2 separate regions of the Pan troglodytes genome follow, and region 1 is linked to region 2. Evidence: chromatin contacts called from public Hi-C data. All regions are on one chromosome and are shown on one strand. The core of a region is the stretch at or near the end of the contact, and the rest is flanking DNA. Distances in the headings are between cores, read along the strand shown. Region 1 holds the start of ATP6V0A2 (ATPase H+ transporting V0 subunit a2). Region 2 holds the start of GTF2H3 (general transcription factor IIH subunit 3).

The links. A called contact is a pair of places that touch in the nucleus more often than the background predicts.
Region 1: a contact with region 2 is called in a Hi-C map of stem cell-derived neural progenitor cells, with 1.7 times the contacts expected there. The contact joins the promoter of ATP6V0A2 here to the promoter of GTF2H3 in region 2.

What each region holds. Positions count from the first base shown.
Region 1 is chr10:130,533,773-130,538,304 of NHGRI_mPanTro3-v2.0_pri, forward strand. ATP6V0A2 (ATPase H+ transporting V0 subunit a2) reads left to right here and starts at 1,440. Exons shown (of 20, transcript XM_003314010.7): 1 at 1,440-1,805. The coding sequence starts at 1,689.
Region 2 is chr10:130,454,847-130,459,381 of NHGRI_mPanTro3-v2.0_pri, forward strand. GTF2H3 (general transcription factor IIH subunit 3) reads left to right here and starts at 1,510. Exons shown (of 14, transcript XR_010147841.1): 1 at 1,510-1,657. It overlaps EIF2B1 (eukaryotic translation initiation factor 2B subunit alpha), which reads right to left and starts at 1,557. Exons shown (of 10, transcript XM_016924561.4): 1 at 1,331-1,557; 2 at 439-540. The coding sequence starts at 1,343.

The DNA.
Region 1 (4,532 bases), core at 190-2,689, 79 kb after region 2:
GTCTGGAGTGTCTATGGTTTTAACTTTTCTAAGTTTATACATTTATGTATGCATTCATGAACTATTTATTGAGTGGCTACTATGTGCTGGGGCTTGGAGATACCACAGTGGCAGAAACAATGTCCCCACCTTGGTGGAGCTTCCATTCTAGCAGGGAAGACTGGCACTAACACACAGACAAGATAATTTCAGATGGTGGCAGGTGCAGTGAAGGAAATAGAACAAGGATGTGACTCCAAAGTAGAGGGGCCAGGGACAGTCTCAAGGAAGGGGATATGTAAGCAGAGACTCGACTGGGACAGCGGTGAGGTTGCGGCCTGGGGCGGGGGGCCACTGCTTCCCGGTCAGTGTGGGGAACACACACTGGGTGCTGTGTGATTCCATCGACAGGACAAGCCTGGAGGTGGCAAATCTATCGAGACAAAATTGTCCTGTGGTGGCCAGGCCGGGCGGGAAGGGGAGACTGCAACTGAGCAGGAGGAGTCTTGCGAGGTCGGTGGGAAATGTTTGAAAACTGGATTGAGATGCTGGCTGCACACTCCAACTTCACGAAGAAGCCTAGGATCCCTCCGGGCGGCGGATCACGCCTGTAATCCTAGCGCTTTGGGAGGCCAAGGCGGGAGGATTGCTTGAGTTCAGGAGTTCGAGACCAGCCTGGCCAACATGATGAAACCCCTTTTCTATAAACATTTTAAAAACAAATTAGCCGGGTGTGATGGCGCGCGTCTGTAATCCCAGCTCCTCCAGAGGCTGAGGTGGGAGGATCGCTTGAGCTCAGGAGGTCAAGGTTGCAGCGAGCCGAGCTCGTGCCACTGCACTCCTCCCTGGGCCACAGAGGGAAACCCTATCCATAAAAAACCAGCAGCAGGGCCGGGCGCAGTGGTTCACGCCTGTAATCCCAGCACTGCGGAGGCCGAGGCAGGCGGATCACCTGAGGTCTGGAGTTTTGAGACCAGCCTGGCCAACATGGTGAAACCCCGTCTCTATTAAAAATACAAAAAAATTAGCTGGACGCGGGTGGCGCGCGTCTGTAGTCACAGCTACTTGGGAGTCTGAGGCTGGAGAATCGCTTGAACCTGGGAGACGGAGGTTGCAGTGAGCCGAGATCGTGCTACTGGACTCCAGCCTGTGGGACTGCGTGAGATTCCGTTTCTCTCTCTCTCTCACACACACACACACACACACACACACACACACACACACACGCAGCAGCACAGGGTCGTGCACTAGGAACGGGTGAGCTTCGCGGCGTGCACACTCGGCGAGACTCCTCCAGAAATGCCGGGGAGCCGCGCGGGCTGTAGCTCCGCGTCCAGTCCGGCGGAGCGCCAGCTGCAGCGGTCGTACCCGCCGGGTTCGCGCTGGTTGGCCCTGCCGCCACGGCGTGCGGCGACAACCTCGGGCGTCCATTGGTCGGCCGGCGGGGGGGCGGGACGCGGGGGCGGAACCGGAACCGGCAGTGGCTTGGGGGCGGGACCTCGCGGACTGCTGTGGCGGCAGCTGGAGCGGCGGCCGCGGTGGCAGAACCGGGGGCGGCCGCTGCAGTCTGGAGCCCCATAGTGCGGGGCCGCGGCCAGACCACAGGAAGAGCTCGAGGACCGGGCCGCACCGGCTGAGTGTGCGGGCCCGCGCGGCTCGGAGCCGCCGCCGCCGCCCATCGAGCCCCTCCGGGCGCGGGTCGGCCCGCCATGGGGTCCCTGTTCCGGAGCGAGACCATGTGCCTGGCGCAGCTCTTCCTGCAGTCGGGCACGGCCTACGAGTGCCTCAGCGCCCTGGGCGAGAAAGGCCTGGTCCAGTTCCGAGACGTGAGTGTCGCCCGGGAGACGCGGGCCGCACCTGCTCTCCTGGCGCCCCCCATCCCGCGCATCGCTGGGGCCCTCCCGCGGGGAGCACCGAGGAAGGGCGCGCCCCGTCCCCATTGCCCAGACGGGGAAGATGACACCCCAGCTCAGCGGCCAAAGCTTCCCGGAGCGCGGGGCTGACTCCAGGGTCTCCGGCCGTCTGTGTGGTCGGCGGCTGCTCTGCCCCAGTTAGTTAGGATCGCCCGTGTGGTCTTCATCAGCTCGGGGCACCGAGCTCAGCGGGAGAACAAATCCCACAAAGGCCTCTTGGAGTCCTTTTGGAACTTTACGGGGGTTAGGGGGGCGCATTAACCAAATAAATAGGTCAACCAGAAAAGGTTTGCCATAAAGAAGAAACGGGGTGATGTGAAGGTGATTCGGGCGGGAGGTGCGTGTGAAGGGATTGTCGAGGAAGCCTCCCGGAGAAGGTGATATTTCAGCTGAGACCCAAATAGAAAGGAGCCAGCCGTGGGGAAGATCTGGGGAGAGGGTCCTTGTTGGAGGGAACAGGAGGAGCCCAGACAGAGCCAGAAATGGGAAGGAGCTGGATGTCATCTGCTTGAGGAGAGGGATTTTTGTGTTTTGGTCACTGATGCTTAATGCTGTACATACCATTGTGTGTAAGGACTTAAGAACTCAGTCATTGTTTGTCGAGTGGAAGCTGTCTCCCCAACAAGTAATAATAAACATTTGTTTGTCCATTTACTTGCTTATTGTTTGTCTCCACCAAGGACTGTCAACCTCTGAGAGTAAGTACCTTAACGCAGTCCTTGGCAGTCATTGGCATCGATAGGCATTTGTTGAATGAACAGACAAGCTTTTCTTGACTGCCCGCTATGTTCAGGCACTGTTTTTGGTGCTGGAGACTCGGTGGTGAGCAAGGCAGACACAGTCCCTGTGTTCCTGGAGCTTGCAGTGTGGGAGGAGACAGATTAAACACACTCTGATTATGAGCTGTGATAAGTGCTAAGAAGGCAAAGAACAGGGTGTGGAAGGGAGACCGTGAAGCAAGTACTTACTGACTGAATTGAAATCCACTCAGGCGAACATTTTATTTCCTGGCCACCACTTTCATCTCCTGACTGTTTCCCTTAATCTTCCTAAGGTGTCCTTAATTTCAAAAGGGATCAGCCCTACCCCAGATCTGATATCCATTGATATCAGATATCTAATACCAGATCAGCCCCATAAGCCAGTTGCAAAGTCATGGAGAGACTCCTGAGTGACAGGCGAGGGTGCAGGTAAGATGCAGGGCGGTTCCTGGTTCCTGGAGCCACTTCTGCAGTTGTACCCATTCACCTGATGGATGCTGCGCTGAGCTGTGAATAGCACCCAAAACATTCAGGCAACAGCTGCAGGTGCAGCAGGCTCCTACATTTGTAACAGGTAGATGTTTTCCTTCCCGTTAGTACTCAAGCCAAGACACTTATCACACTTCAGTCTTACAGGTTTGAGCAAACGTACTAATCACTATGAAGGTTCCAGTTTCAATAAGCGCCACTACCTTCAGTCATAGAGTGTACCTGGGATCCTTTTCAACTGAATGTCAGTGAAAGGAGAAGAAAGTGCTGTTCATCTTTTTCCAGAAGGAAGTAAAACTAAGGTTGCTGCGATGAGCTCTTGTGTGGTGCTAGGTTTTCAGTGTGTCTTCAGCCTGAGTTTCCTACTGACTTTGTGGTGACCAGATGGGATCACTGTTAGTAACCCTTGCAAGGGAAAGTGGGGCAGGTGGTGACTTCCGTGGTGACAGCTAGTGGGAAGTACCTGGAAAAGAAAGGTCATTCAGCTGATGGGGAGGACTCCCTGAAGGGAAAGTTCGCACTTTTGTTACAGTTCTCAGTCTAAGAACAGGTTTCCTCTTTAGTCCTTCAGCTGAAGTGGGAGTATCAATGGGTGTGAATATCAAAACAAACAGCACCAGATCTCCTCTGCCGGTTTTACTAGGTTAAATGTGCCTTGAATTGAATCTACATTAAAATGTACCTTATTCCATTAGCCTTGAATTAGGGTGCTGCCCTAAAAGGGAAAAAAAACCCCAAAATTTATAAAAGAAACCACACAATAGAAAAAAAAAGTTAATATGTCTGGGCACGGTGGTTCACGCCTGTAATCCCAGCACTTTCGGAGGCCAAGGCGGGCAGATCACAAGGCCAAGAGTTCGAGACCATCCTGGCCAACATGGTGAAACCCTGTCTCTACTAAAAATACAAAAATTAGCTGGGCATGGTGGGGTGTGCCTGTATTCCTAGCTACTCTCAGAAGGCTGAGGCAGGAGAATCACTTGAACCCAGGAGGCAGAGGTTGCAGTGAGCTGAGATCGCGCCACTGCACTCCAGCCTGGCAACAGAGCGAGACTCCGTCTCAAAAAAAAGTTAATATATGTAAGCTGGTGATGGTGGTGTATGTATGTGAAATCCATGTTTGTATTATTGCCACAGAAATTTACCTCTTTATAAATAAAGATTCTACTATTTGTAGAAACATCATGCCCATTTAGAGTTAAGTACTATTTGATATTGAAGGAAGAAAATGAAAGCTGAGAAGTAGTATCCTGTGACAGCTTTAGACACAGAACTTCCTTTCCAGCAAGTTCCATAGAACTAGATTGTGTCTGAATCATTAGTAACTTGGAAGTGGTTACTTTTAGTTCGACCTCCAGAAATGAATGATAAGGTGACAAACAGAAGTGAA
Region 2 (4,535 bases), core at 260-2,759:
AGAGGCAGAGGTTGCAGTGAGCCGAGATTGTGCCATTGCACTCCAGCCTGGGAGACAAGAGCAAAACTCTGTCTCAAAAAAAACAAAAGGCCGGGCACAGTGGCTCACGCCTGTAATCCTAGCACTTTGGGAGGCCAAGGTGGGCAGATTGCCTAAGCTCAGGAGTTCGAGACCAGCGTGAGTAACATGGTGAAACCCTGTCTCTAAAATACAAAAAAATTAGCCGGACAAGGTGGTGCATACCTATAATCCCAGCTACTCAGGAGGCCAAGGCAGGAGAATTGCTTGAACCCAGGAGGCGGAGGTTGCAGTGAGCCAAGATTTCGCCACTGCACTCCAGCCTGGGCGACAGAGTGAGGCTCCGTCTCTTTAAAAAAAAAAAAAAAAAAAAAAGACTTTCCTAAGTCCCAGAGTGTTAACAGATGACTCTCTATATACCTTTATCTCTCTTCAAGAACTCCAGCAACGTCCGGATGGCAGCCACTGCTGAGGCCATGTCAGGATCTTCTTTCATCTGAGACTTAAAGTATTCAATTAACTCTGGAAAAAGGGAAAAAAGTGATTCATCTCATTCATTTAGCAGCTTATAAGGCAAGAGAGCTTGTTAATGACTGTTGACTTTAAGAAGCAAACAATTTAAAAAATACTTTCTTTCTAGGGTATTTGGTTTCAGGGATGCAATAAATGTTGATGGGAATAGAGAAAATACCACTTTGCTGTTTGCAAGAGCTCTTTTTTATTTTGAAAAAGCTACTGGTGTGCAAGGCCTAAAAATTAAGCCCGAGTAAATGATGACGAAAAGTCTTTCTCTCTTCAGCATCTTTGGTCCTAAAATCTGAGAGGATCCCAGAGTCAACCATCTTGCCAATTTCTCCTGCACCCCTCCAGACAGTCTATGCTAATACATGTCTATTCACATACACATATATGTTACAAATATTATACATGGAGTTCCACCCACTCCCCTTTATTTCTTTACATGAAAAGTGTATTAGTTTGCCCTTGTTTTTCACTTAATAACCATACTAGATGAGCACATCAAATATGCCTTATTCATTCTAATTTTAATGACAGATCCAACAAGGCAGGAAGGAGACTGGCACTGGGAAGGAGCGTATGTGTGGGAGGGATGCCTGCAGATACTGCCAGGGCGCATCCCTGAAAACAAGAGCAGCGCGAGGGATTTAGTTGTGACTCTGGAAACACAACCAGCGGAGCAGCCTGAAATTCAAAAGAAATCTCTTCGGGAGCTCAGCCTGGATGTGAGAGGTTGGGGGGACCCCTGAATGGCGCTGCTGTAGCCTAGCAGCCCTGGCCTGTCTTGATTTACCCTTGTCGTCCATGGCGTCCTCCTGCTGCGGAGCCCCAGGGGACCCGAGCCGCCCGCGCTGTCTCGAACGGGTCCGCCGGCCGCGCCGCCTGCGAGCCAGTCTGACAGCGCGCTGCACACCTCCGCACCCCACTTCCGGCGCACTTCCGTACCCCTCTTCCGGCGCACCCCCGCACTCCACTTCCGCAGATTAGGGGGCTGGCACGAGTCAAAGCACCTTGTGCGTCACTTGGCGGCGCCGGACGTTGGGCTGCGCAGGATTTGAGACGCTCCCCTGACCACCACTTGCTCTGCGCTGAGGTGCTGGGACAGCCATGGTTTCAGACGGTGAGGACCCTGCAGGGCGGGACTTCGACTCCAGGGCTCGGCGGTCTCGGTCTGGCTACGACTGGCCAGATGGAATGTGTCTTTTGGGCTGGATAGAATCCGTTTGGTCTTTAGAGGAGTAGCCAAGGCATTCAGTCATTCATTCAGTAAATAGTTTTGGATCGCCTCCTGTGTACAGGCATTATTTTCTGGATTTTAGCAGAGATCGTTGACAGACAGGGGCCTTAGTGGAGGTTACAGTCTAGTGGGTGAAACAGATGACAATAAATAAAAATAATTTCGGCGGGGTCGCACCCCGGTGGATTAGGCCTGTAATCCCAGCACTTTGGGAGGCCGAGGCGGGAGAATCGCTTCAAGCCGGGAGTTCGAGACCTGCCTGGGCAACACAGCCAGACCCCATCTCTACAAAAAAAAAGAAATATTAGCCGGGCGTGGTAGCGCGTGTCTGTGGTCCCAGCTACGCGGGAGACTGAGGCGGGAGAATCACTTGAGCCCAGGAATTCGAGGCTTCAGTGAGCTATTATGGCAGCACTGCACCCAGCATGGCCGACAGGGCATGACCTCGTCAATAAAAAATTAAAAAATAAATTATTTTTCAAAGGATGAAAAGAGCTATGAAGATGATGTAATAGTACGGTCCTAGTTACAATACTACATTGTGACTAGGATTGAGAAGGAGCTGTTTTAGATAGGGGCCTAGGAAAAGTGCAGGATATTGAAACCGACTTGAATGATTGTGTGAAGTTCTGGGGGAAGTGCACTTTAAGTGCATGGGCCCTGTGGCAGATTGAGCCACCAAGTTACACTGAGAAGGGAGAAATGGAGAGCTTGCGGGTAGAGGATGGTGGGGAGACTCATTCATACATTAAACTACCACATACAGAGTCAGATGTCTTGAAGAAAAAGGAGGCTAGAGGGATGAGATCAGAGAACCAGCCAGTTTCAGGTCATGCAGGGCCTTATTGGCCGTGATAGAGAAGTTGGCCTTTATTTTTAGGTGCAATACAAAGACATTGTAGAGTTTTAAGCCAGAAAGTGTTATGATCTGGTTTGCAATTTTAAAAGATCACTGTGGCTGTTGTGTGGAAAATGGACTGTGGGGAGCAAGAATAGAGATAGGGGAGTCCTTTCAGGAACTGTAATAATTGTCTATCCTCTCTTAATTGATGTGAAACCATACCACAACCCTGTGAGGGAGGCAGGCCTGGCATTGCTCCTGTCTACAAATGAGGTAGCGAACTAAAGAAGGAAATTCACAGGGACATTGCATGTGTATAGATGCACACCTTTCTTTACAGGCAACGCTTTTTCTGTCTGGCAGACACAGTTGTATTAAGTGCTTCTGTCCTAGGTGCTTTGTTGTGTGATTTACACATTTTTTTGTTTTGTTTTTCTATTAAAAAAGAAAAAAAGTGGCTGGGCACAGTGGCTCACGCCTGTAATCCCAGCATTTTGGAAGGCCAAGGTGGGTGGATCACTTGAGGTCGGGAGTTCGAGACCAGCCTGGCCAACATGGCGAAACCCCTTCTCTGCTCAAAATACAAAAAAATTAGCCGGACAAGGTGGTGCACACCTATAATCCCAGCTACTCAGGAGGCTGAGGCAGGAAAATTGCTTGAACCCAGGAGGCGGAGGTTGCAGTGAGCCAAGATCGTGCCACTGCATTCCAGCTTGGGCGGCAGAGCAAGACTCCGTCGCAAAAAAAAAAAAAAAAGTAGAGATAAGGTCTCACTATTTTGCCCAGGCTGGTCTCAAACTCCTGGGTTGAAGCAATCTTCCTGCCTCGACCTCCCAAAGTGTTGGGATTACAGGCGTGAGCCACTACACCAGTCCTGATTTACACACATTATTTTATCCTAGGATTAGCAAATTCCATCATTTTTTAAGAAGTCCACAGTCTTAAGTGGGCAGGACTGGGACGAGAGATCAGAAGCACAACTAACTGTAAAATAAAATAGTAAGTGCTAAGTGTCATTAGAAGAGAGAGCTGTGGGTTGTCAGAGGTGGGCAGTGGGGCAGTGAAGAGCCACAGTCTTTATAGTCAAGCAGATCTGTCTTTAGAACAGGGCTTTGGCCTTGCCACTTGTTAGCAGGCCATATGTGACTTAGGACAAGTTACTTTCATTTGCAGAATAGGAATACCATATATCATATTTCAGCTAATCTAAGATAATATTGATTATGAGATGTGCCCTTATTTAATATAGCATTAAGAAAGAAAAAATGCTGCTAATCTTAATGATAAAGATACCATCCAGATGTCAACAACTATTCAATGTAAAAAACAAGGGGTGGGGGCCATCTTATAATTGATGAAAAATGGCAGGAAAATGTCCTTTGCTGGGTGGTTGTCAGGGTGTAATGGGATTTTGGGATTGCAGATTCCAGTGCTTAGCGCAGAGGAGGCTGGCATTCCTTCTGCTCTGAGATAGGGGAGTCATGAAGAAGAAAGAGTTTGCATTGGTTTGGGGCTTTGAGGAGTAATTGGGATTTGAATATGCAGAAATCAAAGATGGGGTGGAGGTTCTCCTAATGTAGAAGACAGGACTGCAGGAAGCAAAGTACGGAGGGAGGAAAGGCATTATTGCTCTTTGCTATTAAATGAGCATCCTAGAGCCGGGCACGGCGGCTCATGCCTGTAATCCCAACACTTTAGGAGGCTGAGGTGGGAGGATCACTTGAGCCCAGGAGTTCGAGACCAGCCTAGGCAACAAAGTGAGACCCTGTCTCTACAAAAATTTAAAAATTAGCCAAGTGGCTGGGTGCAGTGGCTCATGCCTGTAATCCCAGCACTTTGGGAGGCCAAGGCGGGCAGATCACCTGAGGTCGGGAGTTCGAGACCAGCCTAACCAATGTGGAGAAACTCTGTCTCTACTAA